Linked DNA regions of Mus musculus: regions 1, 2, 3, 5 and 6 are each linked to region 4. A link is a contact called in public Hi-C, HiCAR-type, HiChIP or PLAC-seq and promoter capture Hi-C data. All regions are on one chromosome and are shown on one strand. The core of a region is the stretch at or near the end of the contact, and the rest is flanking DNA. Distances in the headings are between cores, read along the strand shown. Region 1 overlaps Jarid2 (jumonji, AT rich interactive domain 2). Region 2 holds the start of Mylip (myosin regulatory light chain interacting protein). Region 3 has its middle 30 kb from the start of Gmpr. Region 4 holds the start of Cd83 (CD83 antigen). Region 5 overlaps Jarid2 (jumonji, AT rich interactive domain 2). Region 6 overlaps Jarid2 (jumonji, AT rich interactive domain 2).

What was found. Promoter capture Hi-C pulls out the DNA fragments that hold promoters and counts their contacts. A called contact is a pair of places that touch in the nucleus more often than the background predicts. HiCAR-type assays count read pairs that join an accessible place to other places. HiChIP or PLAC-seq counts read pairs in DNA pulled down with a chosen protein or histone mark.
Region 1: a contact with region 4 is called in a HiCAR-type map of kidney, with 6 times the contacts expected there. The contact joins the enhancer-like site here to the promoter of Cd83 in region 4. A contact is called at or near these places in 11 of 39 promoter capture datasets (the HPC-7 cell line, cranial neural crest, embryonic stem cells and 6 more), 4 of 484 Hi-C or Micro-C datasets (bone marrow-derived macrophages, cardiomyocytes, cerebral cortex and 1 more), 7 of 115 datasets of contacts at active chromatin or transcription factors (cardiomyocytes, embryonic forebrain, forebrain and 4 more) and 2 of 9 other capture datasets (adipose tissue and embryonic stem cells).
Region 2: a promoter capture Hi-C map of stem cell-derived epiblast-like cells shows a contact between it and region 4, with 6 times the contacts expected there. The contact joins the promoter of Mylip here to the promoter of Cd83 in region 4. A contact is called at or near these places in 5 of 39 promoter capture datasets (frontonasal cranial neural crest, hippocampal neurons, liver and 2 more), 1 of 484 Hi-C or Micro-C datasets (B cells) and 2 of 115 datasets of contacts at active chromatin or transcription factors (bone marrow-derived dendritic cells and embryonic forebrain).
Region 3: a Hi-C map of B cells shows a contact between it and region 4, with 11 read pairs. The contact joins the enhancer-like site here to the promoter of Cd83 in region 4. A contact is called at or near these places in 5 of 39 promoter capture datasets (embryonic stem cells, hippocampal neurons, liver and 2 more), 6 of 484 Hi-C or Micro-C datasets (B cells, cardiomyocytes, cortical neurons and 2 more), 4 of 115 datasets of contacts at active chromatin or transcription factors (bone marrow-derived dendritic cells, embryonic forebrain, forebrain and 1 more) and 1 of 9 other capture datasets (liver).
Region 5: a contact with region 4 is called in an H3K27ac HiChIP or PLAC-seq map of embryonic stem cells, with 3 times the contacts expected there. The contact joins the enhancer-like site here to the promoter of Cd83 in region 4. A contact is called at or near these places in 10 of 39 promoter capture datasets (the 3T3-L1 cell line, cranial neural crest, frontonasal cranial neural crest and 6 more), 1 of 484 Hi-C or Micro-C datasets (cortical glia), 2 of 115 datasets of contacts at active chromatin or transcription factors (embryonic stem cells and stem cell-derived neural progenitor cells) and 1 of 9 other capture datasets (macrophages).
Region 6: a promoter capture Hi-C map of pre-B cells shows a contact between it and region 4, with 5 times the contacts expected there. The contact joins the enhancer-like site here to the promoter of Cd83 in region 4. A contact is called at or near these places in 7 of 39 promoter capture datasets (frontonasal cranial neural crest, hippocampal neurons, liver and 3 more), 1 of 15 datasets of contacts at CTCF or cohesin (pro-B cells), 5 of 484 Hi-C or Micro-C datasets (CD4 T cells, cerebellar granule neurons, cortical neurons and 2 more), 12 of 115 datasets of contacts at active chromatin or transcription factors (CD8 T cells, VIP interneurons, bone marrow-derived dendritic cells and 9 more) and 2 of 9 other capture datasets (embryonic stem cells and liver).

The regions. Positions count from the first base shown.
Region 1 is chr13:44,906,660-44,909,371 of GRCm38.p6, forward strand. Jarid2 (jumonji, AT rich interactive domain 2) reads left to right here. Exons shown (of 18, transcript NM_001205043.1): 8 at 1-76; 9 at 835-927. Among named protein-coding and RNA genes, the nearest start is that of Dtnbp1, 94 kb to the right of the region's middle. Within about 2 kb of position 1,357, at least 106 of the 459 cell types and tissues checked have an H3K27ac peak or open chromatin away from gene starts, as enhancers often do. A contact at or near this core is called in cerebral cortex, forebrain, kidney and 1 more, where this site is marked.
Region 2 is chr13:45,388,327-45,391,026 of GRCm38.p6, forward strand. Mylip (myosin regulatory light chain interacting protein) reads left to right here and starts at 1,416. Exons shown (of 7, transcript NM_153789.3): 1 at 1,416-1,717. The coding sequence starts at 1,631.
Region 3 is chr13:45,475,975-45,478,952 of GRCm38.p6, forward strand. No RefSeq gene overlaps it. Among named protein-coding and RNA genes, the nearest start is that of Gmpr, 30 kb to the right of the region's middle. Within about 2 kb of position 1,472, at least 17 of the 459 cell types and tissues checked have an H3K27ac peak or open chromatin away from gene starts, as enhancers often do. A contact at or near this core is called in B cells, where this site is marked.
Region 4 is chr13:43,783,685-43,786,390 of GRCm38.p6, forward strand. It overlaps Cd83 (CD83 antigen), which reads left to right and starts at 1,428. Exons shown (of 5, transcript NM_009856.3): 1 at 1,428-1,566; 2 at 1,662-1,783. The coding sequence starts at 1,530.
Region 5 is chr13:44,850,426-44,853,125 of GRCm38.p6, forward strand. All of the region lies in intron 3 of Jarid2 (jumonji, AT rich interactive domain 2), which reads left to right. Among named protein-coding and RNA genes, the nearest start is that of Jarid2, 120 kb to the left of the region's middle. Within about 2 kb of position 1,261, at least 6 of the 459 cell types and tissues checked have an H3K27ac peak or open chromatin away from gene starts, as enhancers often do. A contact at or near this core is called in embryonic stem cells, where this site is marked.
Region 6 is chr13:44,798,798-44,801,497 of GRCm38.p6, forward strand. The region is part of intron 1 of Jarid2 (jumonji, AT rich interactive domain 2); the gene reads left to right. Among named protein-coding and RNA genes, the nearest start is that of Jarid2, 69 kb to the left of the region's middle. Within about 2 kb of position 1,389, at least 94 of the 459 cell types and tissues checked have an H3K27ac peak or open chromatin away from gene starts, as enhancers often do. A contact at or near this core is called in CD8 T cells, bone marrow-derived macrophages, pre-B cells and 3 more, where this site is marked.

The sequences.
Region 1 (2,712 bases), core at 107-2,606, 1.1 Mb after region 4:
TCAGGAAAAAGAAGTGGTCAAAGAGGAGGAAGAAGACAAAGGTGTCCTCAATGACTTCCACAAGTGCATCTATAAGGTGAGTGGGCTGTGCGGTAGGGTGTGCCCTGCCCTGCTGGAGCCGGAGGAAGCTGACTTGTTCTGTGGGATGAGCGCTAGGACGCTGTCTTAGGACTGTTCTGAGCTGCTGTGACCAAATATCACAGAGGAGACTTTCTGTGTTGCTTCTAGAGGTTGGGCTCTTTCTCATTTACAGCATTAGGTGAGTCTTTGGCAACACAGAACTGTCATGAAATGGCGTGCTCTCCATGCCTGTTGGTAGTTATTTAAAGCCGATACTATGATAGTATATTAAACCCCAGGAAATATTTCTTGTTGTTTTTATAAACCTGATATGTTAAATAAAGATTTAGTTGGAAAAAGCTGACATGGTTGGCCCAGGTGCCCACAACTTGTCTGTGGCACTGCGGGTGGCTGCAGGGGCATGCCCATCACCCCTGTCTGTTGCATCTGTGGTAGTGTTTACATTAGATCCTTCTTGTACTTAGGGAGCTTAGAAAGGTTTCAAGTTGCAGGAAAGTAACCTTGTCAACCTCATGCCGAGCCTTGCCTTGCTGGAGAGCAAACCCACCCCTGTCTTCATGCTCACCTCTTGGTGTTGCTTTCCCGAGCACAGTGTACTGGGATAACAAACTTAGGTGGGTGTTGTCACCTATTGAGCACACAGTGTGTCTTTGTCACTATGGGGAAGCCACTGGACAGAGACCTATGACAGAAATTTATGTCTTAACATAACATGTCTTAAGCCAAACTCTTCTTCTGTTTTCTTTGTTTCAGGGAAGATCTGTTTCTCTAACAACTTTTTATCGAACAGCAAGAAACATCATGAACATGTGTTTCAGCAAGGAGCCCGCACCAGCAGAGATTGAGGTAAGTAAGTTAGCCATCTCCATACAACGTCCTGTGACACTAGGAAGGGTCTTGGTGCAGTATGATGGGACACAAAGGCAGAGGTTGTTCCGTGTGTCTGTGCTTGGGCAGCCAAGCATTTTACTCTGGGAATTCCCTAGTCTGCTGGAAGGGCCTGGGGGGCGTGCCTGGGCTCCATCGCTGGTCCAGCTGGCAGTTTTCACGCTCAGGGAACTGCCTCCTTCCCATCCTCTCTGTGTGTTCTGGAGGAGAATGTCTGGAATCCCCTCAAGTCGTGGTGTGCTTTTCTCCTTTCCTGTTCTTCATGTAATGGGATTGGCAGGTGGCCATGTTTGTGCTTCTGCCAGCTCTCTTCTTGGAGTTAGTGCAGTGTTGGAAGACAGTGTGCTCTTGTGTGCCCGGGCCAATTAGCAGCTGGTCCGTGTGAGGTGCTGCAGAATAGAGCTGGTCCTGTTTGTGTATATTCCCTGGCCAGTGCCCAGCAGAGTCCTTCAGACCCTACAGCTGCTGACATAGGAATCTAGCAGTGGCTGGTTTGTGAAGGGAGAGAAGCCAGTTCTGATTCCTGGCTCAGCACAGAGCTAGGAAGAGCAGTGTTGGGGAGGTGTAGCTTCTCCTTCTGGGTGACAGGTTCCCAGCCAGCTTTTTAGTTGACTCTGATTTAGAACTTGGATAACTCTCTTGCTGCTCATGCTCTACCTAGCTCTGTAGCCCGGAGCCTGACATCCACTGCCAACCCCGGGGTCAGCTCTGTCCAGGACTGGTCTGACACCCATGTGGCCGTTTTGGCTGCTTCTTCTTCTTCTTTTTTTTTTTCCGAGACAGGGTTTCTTTGCAGCCCTGGTTGTCCTGGAACTCACTCTGTAGACCAGGCTGGCCTCGAACTCAGAAATCCGCCTGCCTCTGCCTCCCAAGTGCTGGGATTAAAGGCGTGCGCCACCACGCCCAGCCTATGGTTGCTTCTTGACACCTCATTGACACTATGGCAGACAGGCCAGATTGAGAGGGTTCAGCCTGTGTCGCCCCTCCTGTGTTGAGCTCATGGTTACTGCTGGCCACAGCTCACTTTAAAGGCCTCTACAAGCTTCTATTTAGGATTTTTTTTTTTTTCCTTAGAAAGACTAGATTTTGCTGTAAACTGTAATCTGAATAAAGGAAATTGCAGGTTTGCTGAAATTCGTATTTTAGTTTGTGCCGGCTGCTGTGGACTCAGTCCTTGTGCCTCCTCTGGACATTAGTGCCTGCAGGTTTCAGCTCTGATCCATCAGTCTGAATCACAGGGTGTTCTTTCTGAGTAAAGGGTCCATTCAGGAATGGTACTGAATGGTACATGGCATTCCTTTATGGTTTGTGGCCGTTTGGCCCTTCAGACAGGCCTCTATTCCTGGGATTTGGGTTGCAGTCTCATCCTGGATGCTCATTGGTTGAGTTTTTCACAGTAAGGTTTGGTGGGAGGAGAATGGATTGAAAGTGCAGCTGAGGTTGGAGGCAGGGCCATCTTAAAGGAACATGACATCATTCCTTCACTCTTGATTGCAGTGCCTTCTCAAACTATCCCTTTCCTAATCTAATCAGCTCAGTTTGTTGCCAGCTGTCTGTCTGTTTGTCTCTCTCTCTCTCTGTCTCTCTCTCTCTGTGTGTGTGTGTGGTACATTTTGAGGTCAGTTTTGGAGTAAGTTCTTTCTTTCCAAGGAAAGTTTCTTTTCCAGGGATAAAAGTGAGTTTAGCAGGCTCATTGACCTTCCCCCCCCCCCCCCCCACACACACACACACACACACCTTATT
Region 2 (2,700 bases), core at 166-2,665, 1.6 Mb after region 4:
TTGGCCTTTCAAAAATATTAAGCAATACAACCAATTTCCATGTTGCCTCCTCTCCTTATGGTGAAATTTCCAGCGATGGGCCACAGATTAGATAATCTAAATGTTATCTCCCAGGTACACGTGCCAGACCTGCTTCCGGGAAGGAAAGGAATGAGCAGTAGACCGGTGGATGAATGCAAGCTTACACTGGACTTGGAGCAGTTCGAGAACTGTACCATGTGTTCCTGAAACACAAAGCCAAAAGACTGAACAGTTCTCTCCGCGAGGGCTCTGCTAAGATCCCAGTCCTTCTCCGATGTTTTCCCCATCGTCAGAAATAAATATCACTGAGCCCAAGTACGAGGTGCACCACCAGGTTGAGCTATACAGCAAGACTTCGTCTTAAACGCACAGCAAACAAACGGCACAGAGATAGGGTCATTGGCAGGCAGGGATGGCTAGATTGCTTCCCAGCGGTGCTGGGGCGAGGGGGGGCGGCTTGCAGGAGGGGGTGTCCAAAAATAGCTAGTCTCCATTCTGCGAGGACACTGAGCTTCAGAGAGATGGAGTTTTCCAAAGATCCAAGGCTGAAACCCATATCTCCCGGCTTATCTTAGAAACCAAAAAAGACAGTATAGGCCAAGAGAAACAGGTGGTAAAAATATGAAGGTTGTACACCTTTAACCACTAATCTCTTGTATTGAGATTCCCATCCTGCTAGGTCCTGAGATGAGCCTGTTATCTTTAAGATGGGGTAACATCTGGGTGTCTGAAAGAAAGGGCAGGGAGTGTACCAGGTGTATAGTGAACGAATTGGATGAGAGATAGGCTGGGTGACATAACTTGGTAAGGTGTTTCAATGTAGCAGAACCCACACATAGAAACCCTTGGCACGAGTTAATATAAGAATGGTGCTTGGATCAAATTACCGGCTTATATTGGGTCAGCTGCAAAAACTTTTCTACTTAGATTCTTCTTTTGACAACCCACGGTGGCAAATGCCAGCGGAAAAGCCTCTTCTTTAGGCTCTCTGTCTTGCTTGCTTCTCTTTTGGCTTTCACAAACCACCTGGTTATTAGAGTAACCCCACGCAGGAGTCCTGAGAACCGTAGTAGCAACGTAGCATCACAGGAGCCTTTGATCACAGTTCTCTCAAACCCGGACAGAAAGGCGTCCCCTGGAGCTGCGGGCGACAGCGGGCTGGGAGGAGCGTCGCCCAGTGGCAGAGGCCGCGACCGTGCTGGGGATTGGGGAGAGGATGGGCTCCCACCTCCCGCAGCTCCACAGGCGGTGCCGGGAGGCGGGGCTTCAGCCCACCGAGACTGGGAATTGGTTGCCGGAGCTGGGGAGGAGGGGCAAGCACGCTGTGATTGGCGGAGTCCGGTGCCGGAGGGGCGGGGCCTCTATAAAAGACGCGTGCCTGTAGCGGCGCAGGCAGTAGGGCTGTCGGAGCGGCGCGGCCGTGTAGCTCCCGGGAACTGGCTGTCGTGGGGGTGGCGGGGACGCGAGTGGCGGCTGCGTGGGGTGCAGGGCGGGTGGCCGCACGGCTGCACCTTCCTCACGGAGCCCGGAGTCGACTTGGAGCAATTGCGGTGAGGCGACAGCTCCGGCGCACACCCGAGAAGAAGCGGCGGTGGCGGCGGCCCCAGCCATGCTGTGCTATGTGACGAGGCCGGACGCGGTGCTGATGGAGGTAGAGGTGGAGGCAAAAGCCAACGGCGAGGACTGTCTCAACCAGGTGAGGGCGGCGATCGGAAAGGGGATCCCTTCTTGTCCCCGGGAAGCCTCGGGGCTCGGGGATGCTCCCCGGGAGCCGGGCGACGTTGCAGCAGCGGCCCGTGGAGTGCTCCCGGGACGCCAGGCTCCAGCCTCCTCCTCCTCCCCGCGAGTGGAGAGTGCGGTGGGGGGGGGGCGGGGGGAGCATAGAGGACGCTTACGGTGGGGGATCCGGGGCCCGGAGACCAGAACACTGCTGGGAACCTCCACCCTGTCCGTTAGCCTGGCACTTTTCTCTAAAGAAGGTGGCCCGGCACACCTGCCGCAGGTGTGTGTGTGTGTGATGCCTCCCGTGGAGTCCTTGCAAAGCCCGGCAGCGCCACCCGCGTCCCGGGATGAGATGGTTGCAAGCGGTCGCTGGCCCCGGGGCTCCCTAGCTGATCAGGTGGGCCCGAATCTCAAGCCGCTTCTCAGAAGGACTGTTCACCTGACACTCTAGGCTTGCTAGGGATCCAGAGTATATTGAGTAATTTGCGGGGGACGGTTCTGCAGGCAGCCTCCTTCTTGAGGGGTCTTTACACGTGTGTTTTCTTAAGGGTGACTAAGGCTCCTAACGGGGTGTGCCTAATGGATATTGGCAGGCCCATTTGACCCCTTGAAATACTGTGTCTACGAGACCTGTGGACCTGAGCTGTTTGGAAAGGCGCTTGTAAAGCTTAGCTGACACTTGTAGCATGCTTCCTCAATGCGTTTGTGTTTTTGGAATCCAGATGGTTAAAACTGTCCAGATAATACGCTGCCAAATCAGCTGTGCAGATGGTGCTGCGGGGCGGAGGGGGGGGGTGGCGGGGGGAATTCCAGCGATTGGAATAAGAAATAAAACACCCTGTGTGTTCTTCTACCTCAGCCTTTTGGGAAGTCTGTTTTGGGGGGACCCCTTTCCCTGTGCCATTGGTCAGACCCTAGAAATAGTCAAGCAAGGCCAAGCCTCCACTGGAGGGCTGC
Region 3 (2,978 bases), core at 222-2,721, 1.7 Mb after region 4:
GCGTCTTAAAGAAGGTGCAAGTCTGACCATCTACGTCTGTTCATGCTAAAAGTCGATGACCATCTATCTGTTCAATTTAATTCTATTCTTTAATAGAAAGTTGGACAAACTATCCTTGGATTTACTTCAAACATAGAATGCTGGATTTTATGCGAAGAGACCTCTTAGGCTTAGAGAAGGACACAGGGAAGTGGCCCTGCTCTGTGCCAAGCTGAGACAAGTTTGGAAGGTAGATGGTAACCCCAACTGTGGTCTCTGGGAAGAGCAGCCCAGAGTTTTAGTCAAGGAAACCGAGGCGGGAACTCCAGCTGGAAGTAGAGACCAAGGATGGAACACTGGCCCGATGCTCATGAGGCCTTAGGGTCAGTGCCCAGTGCAGAAATAAACTTCTGCCTCCGGCTCAGGCTTGGCCTCAGGGCATTCAGAAGCCCAAGCAAGGGCAGGGCAGGGACAACAGTGGGAAAAGTTGTCACAACAGTGGAACATAAGAGTGTCCTCTTCCTCTCTATCATGATCAGATATCTAGTCACCCGGGTTCTTCTGTCTCTCTAGGGACAGGGTCATACATGTTATACATACTAGACAATACTTTCTATACATATAAATACATTATATACATACTAGACAATATGTTATATATACTCAGACAATATATGATATATATATAAATAATTCATGATATATGCATAGGTAAAACATGACATAATTTAGGCAACACATGATATGCATGCTAGACAATACATGATGTACATCTAGACAATATGTGATATACATACAACAATATATGATACACATATAGACAATATGTGATATATAGGTAATACATGATATATATGTGTGTGTGTGTAATATATACATATAGACAACACATGATATACATGCTAGACAATATGTAATATACATATAGACACTACATGGTATATATGCTAGTCAATACATGAATACATATACACAATACATGTTGACAATACATGATATACATATAGACATATATGTACATATGTCTTATGTTAGATAATACTATAGTAAATGACATGGGTGTTCTGAACCCTGTGTCTTTGCTGTCTGTAGAGTCTGAGGTCCCCTGGCGTGTGCCAGCTGTAAAGTTTGTTCTGTTGTTGGCCAAAGCTCATCTCTTCTGTCTGGGCAACTCACGCAGTGTTTCTGAGTGCTTTCTACATAAGTTATGGGACCATAGCAGAGTTTCCCAACTCTTCTGAGTCACTTTCTGATCCTTTAGTGTCTTGCCCACCTCTGGTCAGTAACTCCTTCGATCTCCCCTTAATTAATTAAACTCTGTTGTCAGCCCAATTGCCACCAGCAGCTAGTTTTCCTTAAAGGGTGTAGTGTGTGTTGGTATGGGCAGAGCATTCCACTAGAGCCATGAGAAAATCGGAGTTCTACAAGGACACAGCCATGGATAAAGACAATTCCTACTCAAGCTAGCTGAAGAACTGTAAATTTGAAAGCCAGTGTCTGAGCGCCCTCTACTGGAAGCAATGGCACATTACTCCCAGCATCATTTTCCAGCACAAAAGACCTAAATTGTTGAGATGAGACATTGGCTTAGCATTTTCTTGACTCTCACTTTCAGTTTCTTCCAGAACTCCTGATGTTGACACAAGACATGACATATGAAGGTGTAAGTTAATTAAAAGACGCTTCCAGCATCCAAGATGAGGGAAAGGTGAGAAATACTGAGAGGCTGTGTAAAATGGAGTCGTTTCTGTTGCATGCTAAGGATAAATAGCATCCTTGCCGATTCTTGCCAGCCTGCCCAGAAAAATGTGAGTTCTAGCAGCAGTTTCTCAGTTATCACTGACAGAACCTGATTGCTTAATGATTTATAGCTTTATTACATAGTGGCCAAGAGCAAGCCCCTCTGGTAAGTCACTTCTTCAATTTGGTGACAAGAAACCAGCCATCAGGAATGATGTATTTCCTTGTAAGTTCCTTGAGAAATACGAGATTTTTCCTCTGTGTGCCTGTGTGTGGTGTTTATGCCCGTGTGTGTGTGTGTGTGTGTGTGTGTGTGTGTGTGTGTGTGTATGTGTGTATGTGTATGTGTGTGTGTGTTTGTATGTGTGTGTGTATGTATGTGTGTGTGTGTATCTCTAGTCCCTGCTTTTTCTTTCTACTGACTTTGCAGTTGTCCTGATTATTTGTTGGTTTACTACAGTACTGGGGATCAAACTTAGGGCTTCATGTTGAGATTTCATTGAGCGTTTCAGTTCTTATAGTATAAGAAATACGATAATTTGAATAAGCATGGTCCCTGTAGGCTCACTTGTTTGAATGCTTAGTCATCAGGGAGTGGCACTACTTGAGAAGGATTAGGAGGCATGGCCTTGTTGGAGGAGGTGTGTCACTGAGGGGTAGATTTTGAAGTTTCCAAAGCCTGTGCCAAGCCCAGTGAGTCAGTTAGTCTGCTGTCTGTCTGTCTGTCTCTGTCGGCATGTGTCTCTTTGTCTTTCTCTCTCTGTCTCTTCCCTCCTCCTCCCCTCCTTCCTCCCCACTTTCTCTCTCTGCCTAAGGAGCAGGTGTAGCTCTCAACTTCTCCAGCACCATGCCTGCCTGCCTGCCTGCCTGCCTGCCGCCATGCTCTCTGTCCTGAGGATGGAGTAAACCTCTGAAACTATAAGTCAGCCTCCAATTAAATGTCTTATTTTATAGGAGCTGCCTACCAAGGTAGACACCAATGGTGTCTCTTCACAGCCATAGAACAGTGCCTAGGAAAAGTAACAAGACTGTACAAGTTCACTAATATCCTAAAAGCCTGCAGAAGCTATAATCAACCTGGGCCTTTTTTTTTTTTTAAGTTGGAAACATTTTATTTAAATGTGTCAAATAATCTCCCTGTTCTTAGACCAGAAGGTGTGAATACATTCCACAAGAACACATGATCTCACTGCTGTGATTCACAGAGTAACAGTCAGATGGCTTCGGATTAGATAGTTAAAGATCGCTCCTTCCTGGGT
Region 4 (2,706 bases), core at 178-2,677:
ACAGACCTACCCTCACATGCAATGGGCAGGACCAATTGGATTTGCTAGGATATGTGTGTGTGTGTATATATAATGTATATATGATGTATAAATGTATATATGATAAATATGTACATGTGATGTATATGTATATATGTACATGTATACGTGCATATGATGTATATATGATGTATAATGATTATATGATGTATATATGTATATTTGCATATGCATATGTGTATATATATGTATATATGTAATATATATGAGAGATTGAGAGAGAACATGAACTTGGGAGGGAGATGGAGGGAGGGATCTGGGAGGAGTTGGAGTTGGGGAGGTGGGGGGTGGACTTGGTAAAAACAAAATGCCTTCATATCTGAAGGAAAAAATAATAAAGTAAAAAAGCCATCCAAGTGCCCAACACTACCTAATGGGCTCTAATTTGTGGCCCAATGGAATATGGCACAGCCACCAAGCAGTTGCTGAAACTATTTTTAGTATTGTGAAACTGCTCGTAAACTGTTAAACTAAGCTAACACAGGATGAAAAAGATAATGGGAAGGGAACAGTATTAGAATGCTGTATAAGGGTACAGACATAGAATAGTCAGTACACCAAAATGTTAAGTGGGGTTGCTTCTGGGAATTAGAGGTGATTTGATCTATTTAAAAGAAAAATCTAATTTGAGATGGCCATACACTTCTGGATGTGGGCGTCCACTGGAGAATGATTGACCTGTGGGGGGAGGGTGGTCTCCCTCCTCCATAGCCGCCAACTATCCATAGCTCCCCAGTTAGGGGTGGGCAATTGTGAATCCCTTCCCCCAGTATGCTGAAAGGTTGCCTGCCTTGAGCATGTGAAAATCATCACTGCTCCTGTGACTTCAGAGTCATGTCCAGCAGACACCGTTCTCCTTCCAGATCTCTGGCACTTAAAATCTTTCTGTCCTGTCTTCCCCCTGGTCCCTGAGCCTTGGGGAGCAGATGCAAAGCAGATGGACTCAAGATTCTTTTAGACATTGTTTTCTAAAAGACTTATGAGCATGTGTGTAATTAATGCTTTAGTATAAAAAGATCTCCCTTGCTCAAACAACGTAAACAAGGCCGAGCGATAACCCGAAAGAAGGCAGCAAGCCAAGGACTGCAGGCGTTTGCCACTTCTCAGGAAGCCTAGGGTGTCTGTCCCTATCACAAAATCTGGAGAGTAGCAGGTCGCCACAGCCCTGGGTTTCAGAGGAAGCTGCCCACCCTATCTGAATCTGCATGACCCACTCGATGGGTTTGAGGGTCATCTAGCTGGGGTGGCGCGTGCCATCGCGGCTTCCGAAGCCTCAGGGCGCGGGGCGGTTCCGCGGAGCTGCTTGTTGCCGCTGGCCAGCCGCAGCAGCAACGCGGACTTGGGGACGCGCGCGGGGCGGGGACCAGGCTACCCGCCTCCTCCGACTGGGGAGTCCCCGGGGCCGGCGCGCGGGGAAGTCCCAAGCGCGGGTACAAGAGCACGGCGCGCGCCCAGGGGGCCGGCCCGGACAGTGTCGCAGCGCTCCAGCCATGTCGCAAGGCCTCCAGCTCCTGTTTCTAGGCTGCGGTACGGCCCCCAAGCCCGATCGCTCGGTGCTACCCGCGACCCCGCCTCGGTGGCCTTGCTTACGCCGCTCTGTTTCTCCCCCCTCTCTCTTGTAGCCTGCAGCCTGGCACCCGCGATGGCGATGCGGGAGGTGACGGTGGCTTGCTCCGAGACCGCCGACTTGCCTTGCACAGCGCCCTGGGACCCGCAGCTCTCCTATGCAGTGTCCTGGGCCAAGGTAAGCTCCACTGGGGTTTGCGCGGTCCCTTGCAGGGACAGTGGAAACAGGCACGTGAGAGACCGGGTCTCCAGGGGCCCTGGATTGGGCACTCCAACCATTCTGATACCCCATTTTCTCCCACCTCCCTTCATCCGCATCCATGGCCCACGCTCCCTTATGTTAGGATACAGATCATGATCAAAAGCGGCTTGGCGTGAATGATCCCACCAGAGGTTTCCAAGGGATTGGATCCATGTTACAGGGCACCTGTGGGTGCAGCCAGAGAGCTGCAGTGAAAGCAACATGGGCCTAGATTTGGGCATGGGACCGGGAGCATGTCCCTAGACTCCTGATTTCTTGTGCCTTGTGACCATGGCACCATCTCAAAGAGGGTCTCAGGTGGCTTAGGCTGGCCACAAGAGGTAGTTAGGAGCGATCATCTCTTTTCAGCTAAGGCTCGCTATTGGCTCGTCTGCCACCTTGCTTCTTCATGGAAGCCTCTGAGGGGTCGGGTCTGGCCAAGAATGAAGATTTCCTTAGAAATGTGCTGGAGCCCGAGGCCCAAACAGGAGAGACCGCATCTCTGCTTCTGTGGTGGGAAATTGAGTTGCACGCAGCAAGACATTTGAAAGGTTTCCTTTCAGTGAGAGCCCTCAGACTCCAACATTGTAATTCCTCTGGTATTTTAAAGCCCAGCTGCTGTAATTTAATAGAGCCGGCCTTTGCACCTCGGCTTTCAGCGAGGTTCCTTTGCACCTCGGCTTTCAGCGAGGTTCTGAGAGAGGCCACCTCCATCTGAAGGCAACATGAATTAAATCCCCCCCGGGGGTGGCTCTGAGGAGGAAGCCTCTGTATGCTCTCAGTTTTCAAGAAACACGGGACTGCCTTCTTCCCACAAAGAATGATGTTATGAGAAGTTTAAACGTGCGAGGCAGAATGGG
Region 5 (2,700 bases), core at 11-2,510, 1.1 Mb after region 4:
GCATTCATACACATAAAAGTAAACTTTTTAAAAAATCAAAGCAAAAGATTTCATTGTCGCAAATGAAAAAGGAAGGCGGGAGAGTAGAATTAATTACAGTATCAGTTCGAGCTAACAGTCAAACTCTTTTAGTAAAACTTATTAGGTATGTGTGGCTTATGGTTAGATAGGTAATACTGGCTTTTTATCACTTTTGCAAAAAGTGATTTTATTTTTAAATTACATGTATGGGTGTGTCTTTGTGGGTTGTGTACATGAGTTGTAGAAGCTGATTGTTGGATCTCTCTGTAATGGAGGCCATCTGATTTGGTGCTGTGAATCGAATTTGAGTCTTCCGAAAGAGCAGTACATGCTTTTAATTGTTCAGCCATTTACTTAGCCCCTAATTATGCTAGTGTGAGACACACTCAAAGTTGGATTATAGACTTGAATCTGTTAGTTTTACAGTGTGAAGAAATACTTTGTTTTGGTTTTGTTCTGTATTTAGTGGGTTGTCTTTGGCTTTTTTTTTTTTTTTTTTTTAATTAGAATAGATGAATTGGAATTCCTGCAGATTGTCATCGTATTTGATATTTAGAATTTCTGGGACAAAAATTCTCAACCCTAAAAGTCCAGGGTCATGATATATATATATATATATATATATATATATATATATATGCATGCTTTGTAGTTAACTTTTTTTTTTTCTGATCTGAATTGTGGTGATTGATAGCTTATCCTTTTACCATTTAGTTACTGCTACTGTGTGAATGGTCTTAGTTAACCTGTTTTCACTTATGTTAGGGAAAGAAAACAGTAAGTAGAGGAGAGTGAGGTCGTGCTGTTGACTCATTCTAGAGTCTATATGCATTTGAATGCATTTTACCCATGAAGAACAATATTTGTAATGATAATTCTTACATACTACAAAAATTGTCTGTTGTTTAAGATGACCTTGTGCTCTGTAACATTCTCTTTGAGAAATCAGGTTAAGCTGTATATACTCAGTATACTTGTGCCATAGTTGGTCCCTGATATAGTTAGAAGGTAGAAGGTAGAAAATAGTAGACCGTGTGGTTCTTTCTGAGTCTGTATCATTCCTATTTCAAAAGCCCGATATGTTCCTTTTATCCTGTCCATTCAAGATATCATTGAAGCCAGTCTTCATGGAAGACAAAGCTGCCCTGGAGTTTTCTGCTCCTTTGGGCAGTGGGCAGTGTTTTCAAATGAAGGCTGGACACTTGCAATACAACTGAGTGCTCCTGTGGGGTTTTTGTTTATATGTTAATTAATTGAAAGAGGTTGTTCAGGCTGTCTTTGACCCTGCCCTCAGCCTTCCCAGCAGTGTAATTAGTTATGTGTCCTTATTCTTGACCTTCCACCCCCTTCCTTTTTTTAATGGGTGATATTTATAATATACATCAGAGTTTTCTGTTCGTGTATTTGTTTACGTTCAAAAAAATTGATGATGACCCTGCTTAGACCTTTCCCTTAAGCTGTCTGTCTCATTCCTTCAGGCAGTCTTGTGGAGGAAACATTTTCAAGTGTTTCAGTGCGTGTAGAAACAAAGATGAAGAGATTCAGGTCAATACCGTGCAGAGTAGTGGAGAGGACAACATTTTAGAGGAGGAGTTGTGAGGATAAACTGATAACCACAGTTGTCAAATGAGCCAGCTGAGTTGGAAGAGAATAAAGGTGTGTGGTATATATAGTCTGTGTGTCTGATAATCACTGTCAGCCACCAGTAATGGTTGTGATAGGGTTACTGCAGGATTACCAGAGAGTTTTGGTTTGCGTGCTGTGTTATGTCTCTTCACCATTTCCTGGCACAGCGATCTGTAGGCAGAGGAAATACAAGAACCCTTTTCCCCGTTTTGAAGTGAACTAATGTCATGAAAAGGATCTTTATGGTGAATGGTAGTGATTTTCCTGTACTGAGCTAATGCATGCCTTCAGATATCAGGAGTGGTGCAAATTATAGTTTATAAAAACAGGTGTTGAACAGATTCCATGGAGACTATTCATACCTTAGTCATCTTTTTAGCTTTGGTAGAGGCCCTTTTTCATAATGCCAACATCTCTGACAGGAAGGTAGTCTTCCAACATAAATCATGCCTTTGGTATAACATGCTTTTCAAAAGGAAATGTTATCTGCGAAACTAGATAAAATGCTACCAGCGTAGGGCATAGAAGAAATGAAATCTGGTTTTAGATTATTATATTTAAAGTGGCTTTTCATGTAAAAATTCCTGGGTTTGTGTGATGTCACGACTGAATCCAGTTAACTTCTGGATATGAATACCTGTGAGCGTTCTCTAGTAGATTGGGTCTTAAAGCATCTTTTTGTCAAAACTCATTGCTGGTATTGTTCAGGGTTAAATGCACTAACTTATTGGAACCTCTAAAGTAAATAGACAAACAAAAGATCACTGTGGAAGTAAATATGAAGTAAATAGTGATGTATTTAAACTCTTCTTCTTCTTCTACACACACACACACACACACACACACACACACACACACACACACACCCCGTCTCTTATGTATCTCCTGGAACTTGCTCTGTACTGATTTGGAATCCACCTGCCTGTGTTTCTCCAGTGCTGAGATTAAAGGGTTCACCCTGCCCTGTGTATTTAGCACTGGTTACTTTCTTTGCTTTAGATCTAATGCCCTGGCATTTAAAAAAAAAACAAAAAACTGGAAAGAGTTTAATAT
Region 6 (2,700 bases), core at 139-2,638, 1.0 Mb after region 4:
ATGAAGCAGAAATCAGACAATGACAATGACAATGATCATTTGTAAGAAAAGCTGTTTGGGCAAACTGGGACACACCACAGCTTCCACACCGATTTGTTGTTTGTTTTAATTTTTGGGGACATTGCAAAGGCAGAGGGCACATATGGAGAAATGGGGAGATACACAGGATTGGGGTGTGCTATGTGAAAGTTACAATGAATCAGTAAAAGTAGTCTGGTTGAGCCAGTAGGGTGGGTGTGTTTAATTTCTTGTTGATGAAGATTATTAATATGTCATACAGGGCAATTGCCACCTCACTGCATGCAGTTCAAACACTTTCTACTTCTCAGTGCTGTTTAAATCTTAATATCTGACATGTTTGTTTTAGTAGAAATTGTTTTTCTAGTGTCTGCTGTTGTTTTTTTAAAAATAAATTAAGCCATATCCACCTGTTTGCTGTGTGGTGGGTGTAGGGAGGAAGGTGTGCCTTGATATAGTGTTTCTCTCTATCATGAGGATCTGAGGCATGGAACTTAGGGCAGCAGGCTTTGGACAGCACCTTCATCCTGTGACATCTTGCTCTTCTTCTGTGGCTATTTTGGTATAGTTTCCTTTCTCTGGTTTCCTAGTGTTCACTGCCACAATGTAGGTAGGATGCTTGGCTACCTTTTCTTTTTTCCTGTATGCTGATAGTGAGTAGTATTCATTAGGATGGGCTCTTTGTGTTGTCACATTTATTTGTTTAAGGTGACAATTGTGGGAAAGAAGGAGTCCTTATATAAAGTCAAAATTTGTGCTAAAGAACAGCTGTATTTGAAAGATAAGTTGATATGTTAAAAAGTTTATTTTTGGAGCCCAGGTAGTGGTAGCTGGCATGGAATTGGACTGTGACTTACACCAGGATGCACCGAAACTCAGACTTACCCACTTCTGGTCCCCGAGGGCTGGGTCATTATGTAAAGATTTCTTTTTATTTTTAACTAAGTGCACGTGCGTATGTCAGAGAGAGGTACGTGCAGGATACAGAAGAGGATTTGTGGATTCTCATGGAGCTGGAGTTACAGGTTTTGAACTGTTTGGCATGGTGCTAGAAACAGAACTCTGCTCTTGCCAGAGCTCTTACTCACTGAGTCGGAGCAGTCTTTCCATGAGACAGGAACTTACCATTTGGCCTAGGCTGTCTTTCAAGTCACGGAGATCTACATGCCTCTTCCTGTCCAGTGATGGGATTTAAAGGTGTGCACCATCACTCCTAGCCCCTTTTTACTAATAAGACTATTAAAAATACTGGCATAGTGATATTACAGAAGTCTGGCTTGCCTAGCTAGCAGTCTTGAGATGCCCGAGAACCGTATTGGGTCATACCCAATGAGGTAGCAAGTAGTCAGCTCTGAACTTAGGCAGCGACCATGACGCACCCACTGATGGTCGCTTTTTTTCCCTTTTCCTTTTAAAGAGTGAAATAAAAGAGACTGTTCTCAAGAGGAAGTGTGTTTTCTGCCCACGCTTTCCTTCCTGTCCCTGTGATGTTAGGGAAAATGTTAATTTGGTGGTTTTGTATAATTTTCTTGTCAGTGGAAAAGTGAAACATTGGTGCAGAGAAGTAGCAGCTCCCCCACTCCAGCCTCTGTCTTCTCCTTTGCTGGGTGGACCTATTTACACGAAGGTTCCTTTCCCCCATGCAGTCTTTCCTGCTCCTGCACATTTGGCCTGGAAAATTTGCAAGCTGTTCTCACATATACTTGAAATTTTACTTTGCAGTAGCATAGTAAGGTGAGTGTAGGGAGTCTCAGCATTTGCATAAGGGAATGGTGTAGTCCAGTGGGTTTCACCTGTGCCATGACCAACAAAGACAACCTTTGTTTCTAAAAATACTTATATTATATATGTTTCATAGAGTAGCAAAATTTCACTTATGAAATAGCAAGGAAGATGATTTTATGGTTGGTCACCACAACCTGAGTAGCTGTATGAAAGGGTCACAGCATTAGGAAGGTGGAGAACTGCTGCAGTAGATAGTAATTAGTTTGGTCTTTTGTTTAAGGACCTGCCACTTGCTACACTTGGTTGACCAGGTTTCCCCAGAAAAGGTCTTATGCTGTACAATAGAAATTATTGATATGCCTGTCAGTTTTTGTTTTGTTTTTTTTTTTAAATTTATGAGTACACTGTTTTCAGATACACCAGAAGAGGGCATCTTATCCCATTACAGATGGTTGTGAACCACCATGTGATTGCTGGGAATTGAACCCAGGGCCTCTGGAATAGCAGTCAGTGCTTTTAACCGCCAAGCCGTCTCTCCAGTCCCCTTTATTCATTTAAACTTTTTTTTCCTTCAAAGATTGATATATATATATATATATATATATATATATATATATATATTAATTATGTGAACTGTTTTCAGACACACCAGAAGCCAATTATTTTATTACTACTTGCTTAGTCTTTTCGTTTGTATGCAATGTTTTCTCATCTTAAACTTCTGACCTCCTAAACCCCTCCACTTTCCTATCCCCGACCTCCCCTTGCTGCACCCACCATTTCACTGGCCTTTCACTTTGGCTACTGGAGGTCTAAACTGAGGTCTTCATTCTTGCTCAGAAAAGCACTTTTTGCTCTGAGCCCTCTAGCCTCAGTCCCCAGACTTTAGTAAATGGAAAGGAATAAATAATAGAGGAAAGTGGTAGGATTGTATGAGCGGGATCTGGTGATGCCTAC